Linked DNA regions of Mus musculus: all the other regions are linked to region 1. The links are chromatin contacts, called in public Micro-C and promoter capture Hi-C maps. All regions are on one chromosome and are shown on one strand. The core of a region is the stretch at or near the end of the contact, and the rest is flanking DNA. Distances in the headings are between cores, read along the strand shown. Region 1 holds the start of Pgap6 (post-glycosylphosphatidylinositol attachment to proteins 6). Region 2 holds the start of Unkl (unkempt family like zinc finger). Region 3 holds the start of Kifc5b (kinesin family member C5B). Region 4 has its middle 6.5 kb from the start of Gm17382. Region 5 holds the start of Bnip1 (BCL2/adenovirus E1B interacting protein 1).

Region 1 (2,823 bases), core at 105-2,604:
GTGACCACAGTCACTTTCAGTAGGGGTGACCACTTTATATATGCATCTACCATTAGAACAGTGGGTGGATGCAGCCCCACACTTCAGTGAACCCTGGCAGGATAACAAAGGAAATAGTTTTCCTACAGGCTGGGGCTATTTTTGGAGAGTTCGGAGGCTCCTTGGGGACATTCCTTAATTTGGGCCCCATCTCCCCAAAGAGCTTTTTGATCTTTGTTTGGCAAAAGGATAAATATGCTCCAACTTTTTAACATTCTCTAACACAGGAGGTGGTCCTGTTGTTCTAATTTGCATAATGTTTTAGGAATCCTGTAGCATGTAGCACTTTGACTTTTTTCCCCCAGCTTTTCAAAACAGGGTTTCTCTGAGTACCTGGAACTCAGAGGTTGGTCTGTCTCTGCCTCCCAAGTGCTGGGATTAAAGGTGTGCACCATGACCACCCTGGTCCCTTATCACTTTCCTGAAAAGGCAGGTAATACTGATGTGGGGAGCACTTTACTAGTATCTGTAGGTCAGGCTGGCCTCACTCTTGGTGATTTTCTTGTTCTAGCCTTGCCAGCACTGGGACTTCAGCTGAGATCCACTGTACTCAGCTTTTCATGATAGGCTGCAACCTGACCTGGTGTTATTTATAATTTTTTTTTCTCAAGACAGGGTTTCTCTGTGTAATAGCTTTGGCTGTCCTGGACTTTATTTGTAAACTACCCTGGCCTTGAACTCAGAGGTCTGCCTGCCTTTGCCTCCCCAGTGCTGGAATTAAAGGCACGGGCCACAAATGTTTGGCTTATTTTTGTACGCATGTTTTTAGTGCATTGTTTTACTTTTGTTGTTGCATCGAACCCCTCTGAAAAAAGCCTCAACTTCTCTTTTTGGGCTTTCAGTTTGCAACCACATCTTTAACATGTTTGGAATATATCCCTTTGGTACCCAGAGTAGTTCATCTGACACTGACATGAAACTCGGTTACTCAAAGTGCACCTTCCCGTTTCCATTTGGTCTCTTATACTTTTGCGGCAGTTTATGGTTATGGTGTGAGGGGTCCTGAGAGCAGCTGGAGGTTCGGTTCTTCCAGGCAAGGTCAGAGTGCACCTTCGGGCGTATATGTCACGTATACGTGACATCTGTCGTCTGGTACCCCAAAGCGTTCGACAGGACCCTTCATCCTTTGCCGCCCACCCCCTCAAGCTGAGTGATCCCCAGTGAATCCGTGTCCCCTTCCAATGAGACCTTTTCGGCCCCCTGCTGTTCGCCTCCACTCTGGCCAAGGTGACGCGGTCCAGCATCCTCAGGAACCTAGACCGCAGGCCGGCTCCCTGCGGGGCGGGGCCTCGGAGGCGGAAGTGCCCGGGGCGCTGGCGGCAGGTCTATCGGAGCCATGGGAGCTCCGGGCAGAGGCAGTGGCGGCGGCCGCAGAGGCGGCGGGGGCTGCCCAGGCGGGGGCGAGCGGCGCGGGACGCGGGAGGGGTAGCTCGGGCTGAGCGCCGAGCCATGGGCCGGGTTGGGGCCGGGGGCACAGCGCGGGAGGCAGCGACCGGGTCACTGCTGCTGCTGCTGCTGCTCCTGGCTCGGCCTCCGCCTGCCGCCGCCAGCAACAGCAAGGAGAGCGGTGAGCCCGCGGGCCTACAGCGCCATCCGCGGCGCGGGCCGGGGGCGGGCGGGAGGCGGGGATTGTGACTCACGGGGGGCACCTGTGCGTTCACCTGGCGCGGCGTTGAAACGAGGTTCTCATCTTGGGTTGCGCCCCCTGCGGGGCATCCGGGCCAGAAAAACCCCCATGCCCGCTTTTCCGTTCCGGGCCCGCCGAGTTCGCTCACTTGGAGCGGATTCTACCGGTCCGTCTCTCCTGTGCTTTAGAGACGCGACTGTGGCACCCAAGAGCTGGGAGGTAGAGGAACCTATCTCCGAAGAATAGCTGAACCGTGGTGACGCAAGGGACAGTATCTGGTAGAAGGGTTGAGCTAGAGAAAGTTGGGCAGACCCTGGACTAGGGGGGGTCTAACCAGCATTATGTTCCTAATCCAATCCCAGGAAGGTCACTCTTGATTGCTGATTTTGCTTCTCACCGACTGTGCTGCCAGCTGGCCCTAGAGAAGCTGGCTGACCAGAATGGATGTAAAGAAAGGGTACTCCCTTATAGGGGAGCTTCCTAACTGCTTTTTGTTATTTCTGCTCCGCAAGTGGGAACGCACTGGACTACAGTTTAAGGAGGCAGTTAGATCTTTGACCCTCTGTGTTCTGCCTACCCGCAGACATTTAGAAATAGGAAAGATGAGTACTTTCCCTTCTCTTGCCCGGCGGGAAACTCCCCGGGAGACCTTTGTGCTACCTGGTGTTCCTTGGACCTTTCCGGATGTTGACTGTACCTCCCATTTCCACCCCCTCCTCCCTTGGAGCTCTTGTTTCTTTCTTTTTTATTTATTTATTTATTTACTTATTTATTTATTTTTATTATATGTAATTACACTGTAGCTGTCTTCAGACACTCCGGAAGAGGGAGTCAGATCTCATTACGGATGGTTGTGAGCCACCATGTGGTTGCTGGGATTTGAACTTCGGACCTTCGGAAGAGCAGTCGGGTGCTCTTACCCACTGAGCCATCTCACCAGCCCCTTGTTTCTTTTTTTAAAGATTTATTTATTTATTATATGTAAGTACACTGTAGCTGTCTTCAGACACTCCAGAAGGGGGAGTCAAATCTCACTAGGGATGGTTGTGAGCCACCATGTGGTTACTGGGATTTGCACTCAGGACATTTGGAAGAGCAGTCAGTGATCTTAACCGCTGAGCCATCTCTCCAGCCCGGAGCTCTTGTTTCTTTGAGGG
Region 2 (2,823 bases), core at 241-2,740, 920 kb before region 1:
TTCTGAGCCATAGCCCTCGAGTACCAGCTTCAATAAAAGGACACGTCTGGCCCTTATGTGGGTGTCACAGGTGATGTCTGCAGAGGAATAAAACACATCTTTTGATGAGAGACCTTTGCCCATGTCCACAGTCAAGGTCGCTGAGTTCCACCATCACTGCTATTTGCTCTCTGTCACACCTTACAGAGCCAGCTTCTCTCTCTCTCTCTCTCTCTCTCTCCCTCTCTCTCTCTTTCTCTCCCTCTCTCTCTCTCAGATTCCTTAGGTTGTCTTGTGTGTTTCTCCAGGCTGGACTTGGGGGTTGACCTAGTTTTCATTCCCTATCCCTCAGCAGTCTGAGACACATTTATTCCTCTGTAGGTTCCCCTGTCTGCCCTTCCCTGCTTGCTCATTCTTCTATTTGATCTTTGAAAAAACAATGTTTCTGTTTGCTGGGACTGCCTACAGCTCACTATCCATCCACATGCTTGTGCAACCATTAAAATAAGTCCTTTAAACTAAGTTAACTTCAGGGTCTGTGGGCTAGGGGAAATGCTCAGGGATAAGTGCTTAGCCGGCATGGACCTGGGTCCGGGCACGCACATGGCTCCGGGTTCTACCTCTAGCACCCAAACCAAACCAACTCACTCTCCAAAGTTGTCAACAACTCAAAGAATTTGTCTACAAAAATGTCATATGAAGAAGTCAGTAATCCTACCAGCAAATGGTAATTTTACCTTACTAGTACTTTAAAATATAGCATACATACCTGGACCGTGTATGTCTCTCTGTTAATATTTTAGATCGTGTTTCTGGAAATGGGATAGGTTTTCTGTAATCCTCCTTTCTGAAAACATCCCTCTCTTTTCTGCCCATTCCTTTCAGAACACTTGTGGCTGTGCTACTCAGACTTTATCCCTCAGAGCACACCCGCAGTTAGCAGAGGAGCTGTGGTCACTTTACACACCAGTGAATGCTAGCCCTGGGTTCTCCCGAATTCATCCTAGCACTTGCGAGTCCTGCCCGCCACGTGCAGTTAGCATTCTGCGGACCCCAGATCAGTCTGATTACTGACCACCCTGTACATCCTTTACCCGATGGGCTCATCTGGCAGCATCTTACGCTGTGTTTTTAAAAAAGTGGCTCAACAGAATTCACACTCGGATTATCCTTAAATTCACAAATTTAATAAAGGGGCGACCATCGTCACAGTCTAATTATAGACTTTTTCCAGTTCAAAGAAACCTGTGCCCAACAGCAGCCCTGGACGCAGAGGCCATCATGGGGACTCTACACCAACGGGCGTGTCCCGCCTTGCGCCTGTAACTTGCTGCCGTGGTGGGCCGGCAGAACCTGTGTGTCACCCCCGCCGCACAGCGCGCGTGGGCGAGGGGTCGGTGGGGGCGTGGCCGGCGTGGCGTGCCCGGGGGTGTGGCCGGCGCGGCGGGGGGCGCAGGGGGCTCGGTGCGGGGGGGAGATCCGGGGGCGCCGGCGCGGCGCATGCGCGCTGCATTGTTTTGACTGAAAATGCCGTCGGTTTCGAAAGCGGCGGCGGCGGCGCTGAGCGGGTCCCCCCCGCAGACAGAGAAACCAACCCACTACAGGTCAGTGCCTGGGCTGCGGTCCGTGGCCTTCTGGGCGCTGCGGCGCAAAGCAGCGGCCCGCGTGCGCCACGGGCCCCGGTGTCGCCGCTGTGGGTGCGCCCCGCCCGCGCCCGCGCCCCCGCCGCCAGCTCTTGCGGGTCACGCCGTCCAGGCGCGGGCCGCCGCCTAAGGTGGAGTGGCAGCGCCCAGGGTTTTCGGTGACCCCTGGCTTGGGGGCTGGACTTGCTCCTGGTCTCCGGCGACCCCGCGCGCCAGACTGGAGTCTGGGGAACAGCGCCTGCGTTCGTAGCTCAGGGCCGCGCCTGGGCTGGAGGTGGGCGCACGGCCATCCGGACTCGAGCAGTCGCTGCCTGAGGTTGAGAGGCGGTTCCGGGGTCTGGGGTGACCTCTGGGCTGGGGGCGGAGCCGCACCTAGAGTCCGGTGGCCGCTTGGTTGTGAGCCCGGGGGTCGTTTCTGCGGCGCAGAAGAGGGGTTGCGCCTGGTGTGGGCGGGTGGCGCTTGCAGTCCATCTGGAACCTATGAAGGTAGTCGAGCGGGAGACCGGGACTGAGGATTGAGAGGTGGCTCCAGGGGTCAGGGACTAGAAGGGGGCAGAGAATGGAGTGTACTTCTGTAGAGTTACCTGGGATCAGAGTTGGTGATGGCCTGCTAAGAGGAGGTCTATGCCTCGTGTCCGGGAATCTTCTTATCTGGGGACTGGGAAGTGGTATTTGGGGTCAGGGAACGGAGAGTCTGCCTGACTGGAGTTACCTGGTCTCCGAGTTGGGAAGTGACACCCGGGGTGCTTTTAAAAAAGGAGGGTACCGGGCCATGGCAGTCAGGATCGCTCAGTGTGTGTGTGTGTGTGTGTGTGTGTGTGTGTGTGTATTGCCGGGGGTGGGGGATGCTTCTCGTCTGGGACCCTGCCCCGCCGCATCCCAGGGGCCTCCAGCCGGCGGTGGCTGCGGCCCGCAACGCTGTTTGTCTTTTTAGGTATCTAAAGGAGTTTAGGACAGAGCAGTGCTCCCTGTTTTTGCAGCATAAGTGCAGCCAGCACAGGCCGTTCACCTGTTTCCATTGGCATTTCCTAAATCAGCGTCGTCGCAGACCGCTCCGACGACGCGATGGCACCTTCAACTACAGCCCGGACATATACTGCTCCAAGTACGATGAGGCCACCGGCCTGTGTCCCGATGGTGATGAGTAAGTGGGGTTCCGGTGGGTGGCTCATGGTCTTTCCTCAGGATTGGTGTTGACTCT
Region 3 (2,823 bases), core at 167-2,666, 800 kb after region 1:
GGTTGGTTTACCTTGCTGTCAAGCTTCATGCCAAGAAAGATAAACTCCCAAAACAGGTTTCAGTAGAAGACAAACTCATATTCTATCACACAATAAAACTTTTGCTTTTTTTCTAGAAAGTCACTAGGGAAATACTGTCTAGTTTAAAATTATAACCAGTTTGTAAAATTATAACCAGAAATTTTTTAGTGTTCCCTCATTAACATTTGTAGACTTGGAAACATCTCAAGTAAGAGGGCTGTAGATTTACAACTTGGTGTCAAGAAACATACTGTTTATTTACCCAGTTATGTATGTATGTGTGTATGTATGTATGTATGTATGTATGTATGTATGTATGTATGCAGGTATGCATGTGTGTATTTCTTTATTTAAGACAGGGATTCTCTACAAAGCCCTGGCTGCCCTGGAATTTACTTTGTAGACCCGGTTGGCCTTGAACTCAAGAGATCTGTCTGCCTCTGCATTCTGAGTACTGGGAACTGGGATTAAAGGTGTGTGCCACCAAGCCTGGCTTATAGTTTTGTTTTGATTTTTTAATCTAAAAGATTGTTTATTGACCTGGGCATGGTGGCACAGGGTAGCCCTGGCATCTCTAAGTTCAAGGCCAGCCTGTTCTACAAATAGAATTCCAAGACAATCAGGGCTACACAGAGAAACCCAATCTCGAAAAAACAAAATAAATATATAATTTATGTTATTTATATATATTATATATGCTTATATATAATAGGTATTATTGAGTATATATTATGTATATGTGTAAAGATATGTTTATGTATATAATACATATTGTTTATGTATAATATATATTATTGGAGGCAGGAGGGGCACAGAAAACTTTGTGGCGAATTAGTTCTCACCTTCCACATTATATGAGTTTCAGGGATAACCAGTTTGCTATCCTCCCGGACCTGCTCTAGACTTATGACTTTATTACATCTCCAGATATGGGCTCCAATTTTTCTTTTACTTTTTTTCTTTTTTGAGGACAGGTCAGCGCCATCAACCAGCTCCCACTTTTCGGACCTGAGAAAGCGGACCAAGAGCAACCTCGGTTTAACAGTCTCCAGTCTACAGGTTTGTCGAGGAGGTGTGCAGGTTCAGCAGCAGCCGCTAGGTGGCGCTCGCTCCGCCCCGACACCGCTCAGGCACCTTTGCACATGCGTATTGCCTCCCCCACGCCACTCCTCCACACACGCGCACTTCTGACGCAACCAGAGGCCTAGCTCCGCGCTCCGGAGGGGGAGAGGGAGAAATAAGGAAGAGCGGATCCGGAAGTAGGATCCAAGGGGTCTAGTTCTCTTGCTCCGGCGGACTAGAAGAGTCGCGACTCAGGGGGCGTGGCCCCGGAGGCGGAGGGCGCCGTGATTGGCTCGCGACCGCAGCGCCGGCGCGGATTGGCCTCTGCGGATTGAAGTGCGTTGACTGCGCGGAGGTTGAAATTCAAAAGTGACTGGTGTGGCGGATTGGCTTGGCCGATTGGCCTGGCGAATTGGCCTGGCTCCGACGTTTTGCGGCGCGAGCCCTTGAGAGGACGCGGGTCTCGTCACCCTGCCTGCTGCCTTTGCATCCCTTCCTGTGCGGACCACCATGGACGTGCAGGCGCAGGTGAGTGCGGCGGTGACGGCCTGGCGCCAATAGCGGAGGACGCAGGCCGGCCGCCCGGAGACCCGAGTCCCGGGGACAGGTCGGGGCAAGCCGTCCTGCAGGGGAGGGTCGCACCGCCTCGCGCCCAGGACACCAGCGGCCGAGTCAGTGAGGGCACACACACACACACACACACACACACACACACACACACACACACGGCGAGGTCCCAGGACAGTCGCTGCGACGTTGGTCCGCCATTCCAGTCGTGCAGGCGCTACCATCCCGTGTCCCTTATCCCCCTCCAGCATTTCCCATTTCGAATTCTCAAGCGGATTCGACATGTTTGTGCTTCTCAGTTCTTGCAGATCGCCTTGTGGGAGAAGCGAGGGTTCTGAGAGAAGCCTTGTCGCTTGTCCGCAAAGTACATTTCTTGCTGATATCCTGTTGTGTTGCTGCTGGATCGAGATAGAGGAAGGGGAGAGGAGAAATGGGGGCATCGGCCCAGAGGATCCTTATTCCCTCGCCTGCCTCTTCCTTTTGCTCATTTGGACTGCTGACTAGTTTATGGGGGTGCCCTTCTCCACCACAAGCATCTGAGGCGTATGTGTGTGGTAATTAATGGACTGATCTCTCTGGTGTCAGGAAAGACCGGCCTGCATTCTTTGTTTACCAGCATTTCAGTCTAGACTGACTCACAGTCGGTGTTCAGCTTGAAGAGACTTTCTGGTATACTCACAGCCAAAAGGGAGAGCACTGCACTGTGACAGGTGACAGTTAAAAAGTAAAATAGTTTTTCTCAGATTTGTTCCTGCAGTATTTGCCAAGCATCTTCTGGCCCTGCACAGCTGTACTTATGTAGGAGACAGGAGTCCTAGCTACCAGTGAGCTGACAGTCCCTGGGGAGACAGACATAATACAATTTGTATCTCTATTGGGAGGGAGTGAAGGACTGTAAAGGTTCAAGCAGATGGAAGGGGAAGAAGAAAGCTAGGAGGAGCAACATTAAGGTACGAGTTAAAACTGGAAGGAAGAGGTCTGTGGTGCAGTGCTAGGGAGCATCCAAGAAACACACCTGGGTCTATAATCCCCTGAACCAAAAGCAACAAACCATCCTGAGGTCCGTTGTGCACCTGAGGTCACCTGTGAGGAGGCTCAGACCAGAGCTTGGAGATTCAGGCCATTGATACATTGTCTCCAAAAAAAAAAAAAAAAAAAAAAAAAAAAAAAAAA
Region 4 (2,823 bases), core at 102-2,601, 780 kb after region 1:
TAGCCGAGGGCGCTATTCACTGTGAGTGCCCTAGGTAATGAATGCATCATTTAAAAATCTATCAGTCAGTCAGTCAGTCAGTCAGTCAGTCAGTCAGTCAGTCAGTCTCTGTCTTTCTGTCTGTCTGTGTGCACAGGACAAGTGTGTCTTCGCCTATTGCTTTCTGTTTTATTGCCTTTAGAGAGGGTCTCTCACTGACTGGAAGGTTCCTTGTTTTTGTTAGACTGGCTGGCCAGCAAGCTTGCAAAAGCCACTGTTCTCTGCCACCAACACTGGGATTCCAGGCACGTGCAGCCATGTTTGGCTTTTTTGTGGTTTTGTTTTGTTTTGTTTTGTGACTGGGTCTCCTTATGTAGCCCTGGCTCCCTGGCGCTCCTGAAGCTTGTTATGTAGACCAGGCTGGCCTCAAATTTACAGAGGTCAAGCTGTCTCTGCCTCTCAAGTGCTGGGATGAAAAGCACGTGCCAAGCACACCTGGCCTTTGAGAATGGCTCTCACTCTAGTTTTACTGTACTTAGGTATGGCTACTACACAGATAAAATTATTTTACAGTTACCTCCAGCATTCTGTACAGAAGCACGCTTTGCAGGTTTGGAGCCCAAGTACAGTCCTGGGCCAGACATGTTGGACCTCTCTATCCAGCTTGTCTCCTAGGCTACAGCATGGAGCCTAGATGTACAGCACACTCCATGATGGTTACATAAGAAAGAAAGAATCTTGCAAGGCTAAGGGAAGAGTGCTGGCCTAGCACCCATGAGGCCTGGGTTCTAGTACCGAGAAAGGAAATGCAGTGAGGAGAGAGGGAGGGAGGCAGAAAGGGAGGGAGGAGAGGAGAGATGGAGGGAGGAAAGAAAGGAGGGAGAGAGGGTGGGAGAGAGGGAAGAAGGGAGGGAAGGAGAGGAGAAAGAAGGAGAGAGGAAAGGAAAGAAGAAGGGAGAGATGGAGAGGGGGGAAGAGAAAGGGAGGGAGGGAAGGAAGGAAGGAGAGAGGGAGGAAGAAAAAGAGGGAAGGGGGGAGAGATCCATTACTACAGGATGAAATCTGCCAATTTGCTAACCACAGTCCTCTCAGAGTGTGTACCCATGGAGGATACATGACTGTGTTTCTTGGCTGTGGGACTCCCTTCCAAAATGACCTGTTCTGGCAGATACAAGGTCTGCTGAGAGGGTGAGCGTGTCAGAAGGCTGGCCAGGGGAGGCCAGGGGAGGAGGGTCTGGGACCTTTGCCCTCAGCTGTACCTTTGTGAGTTCTGCTGGCTGGGACCTGCCAGGCAGCCTGTCTCTCTGGTCACCAACACCTCAGCCTGTCAGGAGGAGGCTCATTCCCTCTGCTCAGTACAGACACTGCAGCCCCAGGAGGGAGGGAACACAAAGGCCATATCTAGCCCTAGTCTCCTGCTGTGGAGCTGTGTCTACAGTCTAGGCTCAGATGACAGAGACAGAATTGAGCTCTGGATGACAGCTGGACTCGGAGCTGTCAGTCTGTCGGCCAGGGAGGGTGGACACACTCCGGGCTTGCTGGTTCTGCCTAGAGAAGCTCGGCCCTGACGCTATGCAGAACCTCTATTTATAATTTCCCGTGATAACAGGGCCATTCATCCGCGCTGTTGGCCCTAATTGCGCCGGAGCGGGGGATGACAGCTTAATTATGAACCTCACAAAAATTGAACTTGGGCTGTATCAACAAAGTCCAATCGCTGTCACTCAGGGGTAGCTCTTTGCCCTTCATTGTGGCAAAGGGCACTTGGAAAAAAAGAGAGAGAAAAGAAAAAGAGAAAGAGAAAGGAAAAGCTTGGCCGAGTTCCATTTCCAACAGACTTTTATTTTCTGGCTCCAAAGCATCCCAGTTTGGGAGACAGAAAGAAGCCCTTTTCTGTTTGCTGGGGAGGTAGCTGGCTGGTCACTGCCTGGTTGGAGTGGTGCCCCCCCACCCCGGAGATTCGGGATATGAGCATTAAAAAGGGGTCTTGGGGATTGCTTGTTAGGGATTGAAAACCGGGTGCAATTCAGCCCACAGATGTTTTATTTGGCAAGCAGAGTTTTCTTTTTTAAACTTTAAAAAACGTTGTGGTAAAATCTACATCGCACAAAATTAGCCATTTTAGAGCCCTCAGTTCCCTGCTCTGTGACTTTTACAGTATGGCCACCAGCTGTCTCCCAAGTGTTTTCACCACCTCAGAAGAAACCTCTGTACCCGTTAAGCCCCAATTTCCTGTTCTATCCCTCCAAGGCCCTGGCCAAGGCATTCTGGTCCTGATGTTGTGGATGCAGCCACTGTGGCCCTCAGTGTCTGGCTTGGCACCACATCTTTCCCTCCCGAGGGAGGTTCCTTCACACTGTCTCAGCACAGGAGAGGCTTTGTCCTGGTTCCCGGCCGCCTTATGGAGACACAATTCCTGGCTGTGTCGTGCATGAAGCCTTCTCTACTTTCTCTTCCTTGTCCACGGTCATCCATTGTGTCACCATGTCAGAATCAAATGAGTTGTCAACAGTGAGCTGAAGTTCACAGAAGAATGGAACAGCTTTACAAGCCTATGCGTCCCTGCTACCCAGCGCTGGGAGTCTGGCTGCCCTGGCTAGACATGAAGGAACAGAGGCTACTCAAGCCACTGTGCCCGTGAAGATCACAGGGTGACAGTGTCTAGGGAGAGCCACCTTCTTGCTCCCCACCACTGTTGGCTTTTTCTGGCGGGGAGAGACAGTAAGGATCAGGAATTCTGTCTTAAGGGAGGTATGACCCCTGCTCATGGGAGGCCCTGCCCTGGTGTTTGGTTACTCTGTGCTTTTGCCCTTTGTGTTTCTCTTGAGAGACACACCAAATACT
Region 5 (2,823 bases), core at 98-2,597, 670 kb after region 1:
TACCACACCCAGATAAAAAGGATATAGGAAAGCTTGTGTGGAGCTAAAATGCATGTCTAGTAGCTGCGGTGTTAATCAGTGCCTGTAATTCCAGCAGTTCTAGGTCATCCTTGGCTACATAGGTAGCTGGGAACCAGCTTGGGCTCTGTGAGACCCTGCCTCAGAAAAGCAAAGAAAATACTTAGGGCCTTTCACCTGTCCCGTGTGTTCTGTCATCGTCCTCCACCCCCTCTTCCTTCCACTTCTATAGCCTAACAAATCAAGTGCAGCTGCTGGGCAGAAGCATTTCATAGAAAATGGCCGCACGTAGGGAAGTAACTCCCAGAGTGTTTCTTAACAGTACATGTATAGCAACTAGTGAGCACTGAGTTCAATGCTACATTATCAACACCTCATTCCATCCTCTAGGTGACCTAACTTAGGAGTGATGCTACTGAGGAAACTGATTACAAGCCTGGAATCCAGGCCTTTGATACTTGCAGCCAGCTACTGAGCACCTTTTAGGAAGTGGGTGGTACAGGGTGCTTTGGGACAGGTAGGCGTGGAGACTGGGGGCTGTGTGTGCAGTTTGAGAAAAACATTTTAAAAAGAGGGAACCCATATCCAAGACGACAGAGCCTGGAGAATCCCGGAGGGTGGGGGAAAAGTGTCCAGTGGTGTTGAGGGCTTAAGAAATAATAATTTTAAAAAACACTACCCTTCTTTGAGGTTTGCACTGACATTGTTTCTATCACACCACACAGTCAGAACTACTCCTATGAGATACTTGGAATCCAATTCTACACAAAGGGCAGGACCAGAGCCATAGAAATGTGTAAGGACAACAATGCAGGATCATGGTTGTACTAATGGAGGTGCCCCAGTGACCTGTATTTAAGTCTGCACCTTTACAAGTTTTGTGTCTTCCTCCATAATGCATACCTACTGTATACATTTTGCTTTAAATTTTAAAGAAAAAAAATGTAACTTTGGTGACATCCGAATTGATCCTTTTTTTTTTTCCATCCAAAAGGTCACTAGAATAGCGGGTTGTTGTTGTATCTCTAGTACTGGGAACAAACCTGAAGGCCATGTGGCATGCCAGCCTATCATCACCTGAGTTGTATTTTCCCCTCCCCCCCACCCCAACTCTAATGGTTCTTCATAATCACATTCCACTTTTCCGTTTAGTAGGAGCAGACCAGAGAAGCTGTGCGTGTTCTACGTGACAAGAAAAGTTTCAGGTCTGGACTCTTGACCTGGTTTGATCCACACGGGGTCTCCCGCAGCATCACATTTGAAGAAGTACGGAAAGGCGGGCAGGAGCCACGTGAACGCGTTCAAGCTTGGCTGCTGCCGCTCGCCGTAGCCGCATTTCCAACATGGCGGCTCCCCAGGATGTCCACGTCCGGATCTGTAACCAAGAGATTGTCAAATTCGACCTAGAGGTGAAGGCGCTTATCCAGGTACAAATTCTTAGGCTCCTGTCCGGCTCTCGATGGCCGCCTTGACATCTTCCAGAATATTCGCGCCTGGTCCGGTTCCAGGATGGCTCCTAAGGCACCATTCGGTCGGTTCCCCGAGATCACTGACCTTCAGGCTTTTCTTTTGTGAACTGTTGGTTTGCCCACCCCTGAGTTACCCTAACACGCCGCTCCCTTTCCTTGGACTGCAGCCGTGCTGGGCTAGCCCGCCCACCCGCATTCTCGGCTGTAGCCCCGCCCCACCCCTCGCCCTGCTCGCCTCCCACGCCCACTTCCCTAAGTTAGGGACCCTGAGGCACCCAAAGCCACCTGGCCCGACAGTCCCTGCCCGAAGCTAACTAAGTTAACCTGGGACGTGGTTGTAATTTTTTGAACAAAGAATTCAAATATTGTGCAAGATCCTGGGTCAGAAGGCAGGCAGTGCCAGTATTAGGACCTGGATGGGGAAAGCCAGCCTAGGAAAATCATTTTAGAGCTTCCCTACCCGGAAACAGACTGGAAAATGAGGCGCTTATCTGGAAGCAGGTCTTAAGTAGGAGACAGTAGTGCAGGAACACAAGCAAGAACAGGGAATGTAGAAATGGCTCCAGAGTTTGGCAAAAAGAACCCAACCGGCTCAGAATACAAGCTGTGACAGCAAATAAGGAAAGGGTAGGGGTGTGACTCCGCTGGTGAGGACTTTGCCCAGCACTGGGTTCGCCATCCCCAGTGCTGCATAAATGGGCTGTGCCTAGCTGTTGGGGTAAGCTTGGCTTTACTAGCCCCTATAAAAAGGAGCATGGAGAGTAGTGCTCTCTGGTAAGCCAGATGTACACTCTGCCACATTAGCAGTTTATCCTGTGCTGTGAGGAAGTGTTGATTTTGTGAGTAAGCTAGAGAACAGGTAAAGAAACGCCGCAAACTTTACTCCTGAGATGTGCAAACAAAAAAAATGGGCCAATTCTAGAAAAATAAACAAGATTTATACAAGTGAGATTACCAGAGGCTGGGGGTAAATTTAGCTCAGAGTAGAGTTAAAGTTTAGCCATGTGCAAGGCTCTAGTTTCAGTCCTCAGAATGCACATGTAAATACATATACATACATAACACAGAGTTGCTAGGGTAGTGGCTCTAGCACTTGGGAGGCATAAGCAGGACCATCATGCATTTGAGGCCAGCCTGTACTACATAGAGTCTTCAAAAAAACAAAACAAAAAAACCCTTATATCCAAAATTTGAAAAGTTGGGTTTTCATATTATATCATAATATAAAATTATGTAATAGCATCATAATACTTCATATTATCATAGTTTCCTGTTAGGTAGGCCTCTGGTGACATATGTGTTTTGGGTTCTTATGGTTACTAGTGAGTAAGCATAG

What was found. Promoter capture Hi-C pulls out the DNA fragments that hold promoters and counts their contacts. A called contact is a pair of places that touch in the nucleus more often than the background predicts. Capture Hi-C pulls out chosen DNA fragments and counts their contacts.
Region 2: a contact with region 1 is called in a Micro-C map of embryonic stem cells, with 4 times the contacts expected there. The contact joins the promoter of Unkl here to the promoter of Pgap6 in region 1. A contact is called at or near these places in 2 of 39 promoter capture datasets (both in liver), 1 of 484 Hi-C or Micro-C datasets (embryonic stem cells) and 2 of 115 datasets of contacts at active chromatin or transcription factors (astrocytes and bone marrow-derived macrophages).
Region 3: a promoter capture Hi-C map of liver shows a contact between it and region 1, with 3 times the contacts expected there. The contact joins the promoter of Kifc5b here to the promoter of Pgap6 in region 1. A contact is called at or near these places in 2 of 39 promoter capture datasets (hippocampal neurons and liver).
Region 4: a promoter capture Hi-C map of liver shows a contact between it and region 1, with 3 times the contacts expected there. The contact joins the enhancer-like site here to the promoter of Pgap6 in region 1. A contact is called at or near these places in 4 of 39 promoter capture datasets (the HPC-7 cell line, hippocampal neurons and liver) and 2 of 115 datasets of contacts at active chromatin or transcription factors (bone marrow-derived macrophages and pancreatic cancer cells).
Region 5: a promoter capture Hi-C map of liver shows a contact between it and region 1, with 2.2 times the contacts expected there. The contact joins the promoter of Bnip1 here to the promoter of Pgap6 in region 1. A contact is called at or near these places in 2 of 115 datasets of contacts at active chromatin or transcription factors (craniofacial prominence and pancreatic cancer cells) and 1 of 9 other capture datasets (liver).

Annotation. Positions count from the first base shown.
Region 1 is chr17:26,111,962-26,114,784 of GRCm38.p6, forward strand. Pgap6 (post-glycosylphosphatidylinositol attachment to proteins 6) reads left to right here and starts at 1,355. Exons shown (of 13, transcript NM_021793.2): 1 at 1,355-1,606. The coding sequence starts at 1,489.
Region 2 is chr17:25,186,910-25,189,732 of GRCm38.p6, forward strand. It overlaps Unkl (unkempt family like zinc finger), which reads left to right and starts at 1,491. Exons shown (of 15, transcript NM_001197024.1): 1 at 1,491-1,583; 2 at 2,557-2,766. The coding sequence starts at 1,507. BC003965 (cDNA sequence BC003965) reads left to right here. Exons shown (of 2, transcript NM_183150.2): 2 at 1-753. Gm52286 (a long non-coding RNA gene) reads right to left here and starts at 2,561. Exons shown (of 2, transcript XR_003952239.1): 1 at 2,207-2,561; 2 at 1,145-2,100.
Region 3 is chr17:26,915,675-26,918,497 of GRCm38.p6, forward strand. Kifc5b (kinesin family member C5B) reads left to right here and starts at 1,417. Exons shown (of 11, transcript NM_053173.2): 1 at 1,417-1,611. The coding sequence starts at 1,594.
Region 4 is chr17:26,891,375-26,894,197 of GRCm38.p6, forward strand. No RefSeq gene overlaps it. Among named protein-coding and RNA genes, the nearest start is that of Gm17382, 6.5 kb to the left of the region's middle. Within about 2 kb of position 1,352, at least 72 of the 459 cell types and tissues checked have an H3K27ac peak or open chromatin away from gene starts, as enhancers often do. A contact at or near this core is called in liver, where this site is marked.
Region 5 is chr17:26,779,732-26,782,554 of GRCm38.p6, forward strand. It overlaps Bnip1 (BCL2/adenovirus E1B interacting protein 1), which reads left to right and starts at 1,348. Exons shown (of 6, transcript NM_172149.5): 1 at 1,348-1,445. The coding sequence starts at 1,362.